Regions from separate parts of the Mus musculus genome. Here region 1 is linked to region 2. The links are chromatin contacts, called in public Hi-C maps. All regions are on one chromosome and are shown on one strand. The core of a region is the stretch at or near the end of the contact, and the rest is flanking DNA. Distances in the headings are between cores, read along the strand shown. Region 1 has its middle 36 kb from the start of Gm34641. Region 2 overlaps En1 (engrailed 1).

Region 1 (2,755 bases), core at 147-2,646, 310 kb before region 2:
CCTCATGCTGGCTGCTCTCTCTCCCCACAGAACCCTCAAACTAGGAACCAACAAAGGAACCAAAAACTAGGAACCAAACTAGGAACCAAAAACCAGTTGCTTTTGTCAAAACTTTGTTCCAGCAATCAGACATATATCTAATACAACTTCTAAACACATTTTATGCAGTCACTATAACTTTAATAGTAAAGCCTGGCCAAACATTACAGGTCACTACCTTTCAAGAACATTAATGGCAGAATTTTAAACACTTTATAAGTAAAACTAAGAGCATATGAAATTGTAACTTCTCAGAAAAAGTTTTCAAAACTTAATATAAATTGGAACTGGAAAGATTGCTCAGTGCCTAACACCACTTACTTCTTAGCCAGAGCACTTGACTTTGGTTCCCAGTTCCTATGTAGCAACTCATAGACACCTATAACTATAGCTTTAGGGGGTATCCAAAACCCTCTTCTGGCCTCATCAGGTAGCTGGACACATGTGCCATGTATGTCCACATATGAATAAATAAAAATAAACATTAATTTAGTTCATCACATTAATAAAATTAAGGAGTAAAGAACATCACTCTCCAAATAGTGGTAAACAGGTACTTAATAATATCCAGCATTTATTGATTTATTTACAATTGTTTTCAAGACAAGAAATAAAAAAAATAATAATAAACAAATTACAAAAGAAGAAAACATAAAGCTGGCCCGTGTTTGAAGTGGCTATACTTTGGTGTATAGAAAATGCAAGAGCATTTGCCAAGAAACTGTCTGAATTAACAAATGAATTCAGAAAGACTTTTGGATGTGGGTTGAATAAAAATAAATTAAACTCCTATATAACAAATAGCATAAAAAATTAGAAAATGTATTTGTTTCATGAATTTCATTAAGATGAAGATATTTATTCCCAGGCTTGAGAATACACTTAACCAACAATGCACAAGCATCCTCTACATCACTCTTTGATCTTTCCTTACCTGGAGTTAGGGTTCTTCTCAGATCACCATGGGTCAGCTAAAAATAGAAAAAAGAACTTGGGTGCTGTATTCAGAAGGGGTTCATGAATGTTGGACAAGTTAAACCACAAACACATGTGTCTCCAGTGGGAAACTGTGAAACTGAGTTTCAGAGACTCTGGTAACAGACAAATCATACCCCTACAACATGTCAGAAAGCAGTCCTAAAAGCAGAAAATGAATTATTCCGAAGGCTGTAAAGAGGCAGACACTTAGACCTTAATTCTGACAGGCATTCTTCCCTCAGGTGATGACTGGCTCCAAGGCCAGGAGAGAGGCACCTCACGCTGAGGGAACAGGTTGCCAGACAGTATCCTAAGGTACCTGGACACAGTCCCACATGGGGGAAGGCTGGGCCTTGACTCCCAGCCAGGAGTCCGGTGGCTTGGCTGGGCCTGGGTGTCTATGATTAGCAGGAGGCACCATCCACACACTATCTCTCTGCAGCACCATCTGCAGCTGCCTTCTGCATTTGGCTCAAGGTCAGCATTGCCCGTCACTGGCCTTCTGTAAGCAAGACTTGGAGAAAGCCAGATTTGACACTTGGCTGCTCTCCTTAAAGTTGGAAGGGCCAGCTTAGTCAAGAAATGACAAATAGATGGATAGATAGATAGATAGATAGATAGATAGATAGATAGATAGATAGATAGATAGGTAGGTAGGTAGGTAGGTAGATAGATAGATAGATAGATAGATAGATAGATAGATAGATAGATAGACAGATAGATGTGGCAGGATGCTTTACAAAGCTTCACAGAAAGTTCCTGTGACCCCAAGGTTAATAAATCATATTCTAGAAGCTTTAGAGGTTAGGTGTGTGTTTGTGTGTGTGTGTGTGTGTGTGTGAGTGTGTGTATAAGCCAAAGGTTGATGTCAGGTATCTTCTTCAATTCCTCTTCACCTTATTTTCTTTAACTTTTTTATTTCAATGTTCTTTTAGACAATAGATATCGATTATGTTACCCCTTCCCCACCTCCCCCGAGATCTTCTTTTAGACAGAGTCTTATACTGATGCCGGAGCTCACCAATTCTGCTAACCTAACAGGTCTGCAAGCTCCACCTCCCCAGTACTGAGAACCTGTAGGGATAATCTCTTTTGTACTATGTGGAAGCATTTCCTGCCAATAAAAACACTCTGGCCCTTTAGGAAAGGGTGGAATAGAAGGTGGGATATCCAGCAGGGAGAGTGAAACTCTGGGAGATAAACAGGCATGGGAAGAGAGATTTGTGACCTGGAATTAGAGAAAGCCAGATGTATAAAACTGGCCATGTGGCAGACAGAATAGTTTAAACAGGTTGAGTTATGAGCTAGTTGGGTAACAAGCCTAGTTAAGGCCTATTATTAATAAATAATAGCCTACAAGTCATTATTTGGGAGCTGGGGTTTGGGTGGAAAAACCCATGGTTATAAGCATGCTCCACAGTCCACGTTTTATGTGGGTGCTGGAATTCTGACCTCTGGTTTTCACCAGAGTTTAGTGGTTGTATGGCAAGCGCTTTATAGACTGAGCTATCTCCCTGGCACGACGAGTTGTTTCTCAAGTCTGTATAATTCAGAAAAAAAAAGCAACAAAGAAAAGAAAAAAATTGCTTTTTCCTAAATATTGAAGGCATGTTAGAAAGTCAAGGAGTCACTAGTTAACGCTGGCTGAGGTTAGATGTGTCTGAACCTTCCCTGTTGTTGTGTGAACATGGACCCAGCAGACGGTGGGGGGGCGTGGTTCTACATATCTGATGTTACA
Region 2 (3,203 bases), core at 541-3,040:
ACCTATACATAGTTGCTTACATGTTACATGCATCTTGCATATAGGGAAAAAAAGGAGAGTAGAATTTATAGTGTATAAAATTCTAAACAAAAGAGAGATGGGAACCTTTAAATAGGCTCTTAGTCTTAGCCTCTGAAAGCTTCAGGGGGTGTCAGTCCTGGAGAGTCTGTCCCACTCACTGACAACTCCCCAGAGGGTTCTCTGGGTTGGCCAAGTGTCTGGCCTGTCCTAGGATCTTCTGTGTACAATCTCCTCTCCTTGAAATGAGGAATTTGGCTAAGCTTTGCTGGATTTGGAAAAGGAACCTCTATACTGAAGCTTCAGGTCAGGGAGAGGTAGGCCTCTGGCTGTTTGGGGGCTTCCAGACCCCCTGAACAGGATCACTAGATACAGCTTTTCACACAGACGGGCCTCCTCTTTGTAGTATGAGGAGACTATTACACAGTGAAGCCCTGCGAGCATCAAATCAGACTAGCTACCTGCGGAGGGGAATCCCATGCCCAAAGGAAGAGGTGAAGAGACTCTGGGCCAAAGCTGGGCAGCTTTGCAAACAGTCTGCCACCATTGCAGGCCCTGGTAAGGCCTCTAGTCTTAGACTTTCACAAAAAAAAAAAAAAAAAAAAAAAAAAAAAAAAAAAAAAAAGACCTAGAGGTATAGTTTTGTTCATGGAAGCAGGTTGAACAAGAGGACTCAGTTGGCTGAGCCTGAACAAGCTTAAGCAGCCAGCTGGAGCCTTTGGGGGAAGGGCAGTGAAGGACTGGACTTTCTGACATTGGGGTCGCCTAGAATACATTCAGGGACTCGGCATATCCTCCAGACCAAAGCAAACCTGGACAGCCTGTGCCATACACTCCCTTTCACACTAACATTTGTTGAGCAGTGATGATTACAGTCATAGCTGAGCTTCCCAGGGTTTTGCTCCCACCCTGTACAGCCAGGGTGGTCGCCACACAGTACCTGGATGGGCTCTTTCTCATCCCACAAAGAAGAGGGCAGTCAGCAACTCATGAACACAGTGAACATTTTATTTCAGACTACAGGTTTCTGAACATAATAAAATCTTTGGCTTGTAGCGGCGGTTCAGTCTCGCAGTCTGTGGGGTTGTATTTCTCAAGGAGTCTCCAGAAAAGGAAGGGGATTTACGGGAGGGATAGACAAGACCAATAGAAGAATCCTGGGTGGGTAGAGAAGAGGCGAGGGGCAGACACACAAGGAAACACACTCACACTCACACAAAGAAAAGTCCCAGAGAAACCAGGGCCAGCGTTGGGGGTGCAGGAGGTACCCAGAGAAGCAAAAACATTCAAAGGAAAAGAGCAACGAAAACGAAACTGGGCTGGGGGGGGGGGGTGCAGCAAGGTAGGGAGGAGGGGAAAAATAATTATAATAATTATAATAATTATAACAATAATAAATGAGATTAATAAAAATGTCCAGCAAATAGAGATCGCTACACATATTTGTTTTCCTTACCTGAAATTAAATATATACACGGTCGAAAGCAGTTTGGCTAGATAGAGCTTTAAGGAATTCGCAGTTTCATCTTATACAGTGAGTTAGAGAATAGATGTTTATTTTTCCCCCATAGCACCTGTCCGAGTCTTACTCCCGTTTCAAAAACCGTTTTGTTCCTATGTGAATGTCCACTCGGAGGATTGCTTTCTCTTGCTCGCTTTCTCTGTCGCCCTGATTGATGCCTCCCTCCATAGCGATCGTCTCTGCGTGGGGCTGGTGAAGCGGCAGCCCCGAGGAGCCTGGAGGTGGCACGGGCGCCGTTGGACCGCGGGCCCCGGAGCTGGCCACAGCTACTCGCTCTCGTCTTTGTCCTGAACCGTGGTGGTAGAGTGGTTGTACAGTCCCTGGGCCATGAGGTGCAGCGCCAGGCCGTTCTTGATGCCGGTGGCTTTCTTGATCTTGGCACGCTTGTTTTGGAACCAGATCTTGATCTGGGACTCATTCAGGCTGAGCTCCTGGGCGAGGGTCTGTCGCCGCTGCTCCGTGATATAGCGGTTTGCCTGGAACTCCGCCTTGAGTCTCTGCAGCTGCTCGGCCGTGAACGCCGTCCGCGGCCGCTTGTCTTCCTTCTCGTTCTTTTTCTTCTTTAGCTTCCTGGTGCGTGGACCTGCAGCGGGGAGGACAGGGCCAGGGAGGGGAGGAAGGGGGTCAGGAACAGAGGGAGGGGGAGAGGGCAGAGTAAGCCTTGAGAAAATTGTGTGGAGTACACCGCGGGCGGGGATCCCGAGTTTCCGGGGCGATTGTAGAGGCCAGCTGCTGGGTCCGCTATCTCCATCAAAGAGCCCCTCTCTACACCATTGAGATCTCTAGGCCCCCCTCTGCAGGAGGGACTCGGAAACCAAACAAGCACACTGGCAGGGACTGCAGGGGCCACCCGATTCAAGAAAGATGGAGAACAGACCTAGCTCCCAGTACTGTCCAGCCCAGAAGGCCAACAACAACAACAAAATAGGGCTGGGGGAGCAATTAAAGATACAGTGAGTTCTTGGAGTCCCAAGGTATAACCTAGACTTAGGGTATCACTGAACCAGAATGTCTTCTTAGCCCTGGAATAAATACATCAGTAAGGTCAGGCCCTGGGAAGAATGGCTGATCTCTGATCTACTTTGGTTCTCACTTTATTCTTGGGAAGCTACACACACACACACACACACACACACAGAGAGAGAGAGAGAGAGAGAGAGAGAGAGAGAGAGAGAGAGAGAGAGAGAAGCCTACCTGATTTTCAACATTGACCTCAGAGAGAACAGGGAAGCTGAAATCACCCAACTCCAGAGAATCAGGAATCCCTTTCTGCCTTCTTTTCTTTCTGTTCGACCTGAGGGAAGCTCTTTCAGTAGCGAAGCAGGACACTGCCTGCCCATTCCTATTAGGACTGCTGCCCCTGGTCTATGAGTTTAAGCCTGGGACATTCTATTTAGCTTCTTGGTTGATGTCAGAAAGAAAAAAAAGAAGGACCCTTAGGACTCCTCTCCATGGTGTGGGGCGGGGGAGGAGGTTCTCTTATCTCTTTTCTAAACCTGCCTGCATAATTTCAGGGTGCAAAAGTCTTGAAGTAACACAAACAAATTGGGAAGCCCATGGCTGGTGATAACCCTTCCCTTGCTGTCCCCACCCAGAAGCAAAACAAGGACCAAGAGATGCTGGTGAAAGAAACAATCACAGCGGGGGGGACCTGTGCTATTAC

Evidence for each region. Hi-C and Micro-C count contacts between places; a contact is called where the count stands out from the background.
Region 1: a contact with region 2 is called in a Hi-C map of cerebellum, with 2.3 times the contacts expected there. The contact joins two enhancer-like sites. A contact is called at or near these places in 3 of 39 promoter capture datasets (the 3T3-L1 cell line and liver), 1 of 15 datasets of contacts at CTCF or cohesin (the NIH/3T3 cell line), 1 of 484 Hi-C or Micro-C datasets (cerebellum), 5 of 115 datasets of contacts at active chromatin or transcription factors (the NIH/3T3 cell line, differentiating embryonic stem cells, embryonic hindbrain and 2 more) and 1 of 9 other capture datasets (pancreatic islet).

Annotation. Positions count from the first base shown.
Region 1 is chr1:120,920,397-120,923,151 of GRCm38.p6, reverse strand. No RefSeq gene overlaps it. Among named protein-coding and RNA genes, the nearest start is that of Gm34641, 36 kb to the left of the region's middle. Within about 2 kb of position 1,396, at least 1 of the 459 cell types and tissues checked has an H3K27ac peak or open chromatin away from gene starts, as enhancers often do. A contact at or near this core is called in cerebellum, where this site is marked.
Region 2 is chr1:120,605,793-120,608,995 of GRCm38.p6, reverse strand. En1 (engrailed 1) reads right to left here. Exons shown (of 2, transcript NM_010133.2): 2 at 1,005-2,123. The coding sequence ends at 1,807. It overlaps Gm34352 (a long non-coding RNA gene), which reads left to right. Exons shown (of 5, transcript XR_387333.2): 5 at 1-585. Among named protein-coding and RNA genes, the nearest start is that of En1, 4.9 kb to the right of the region's middle. Within about 2 kb of position 1,790, at least 14 of the 459 cell types and tissues checked have an H3K27ac peak or open chromatin away from gene starts, as enhancers often do. A contact at or near this core is called in cerebellum, where this site is marked.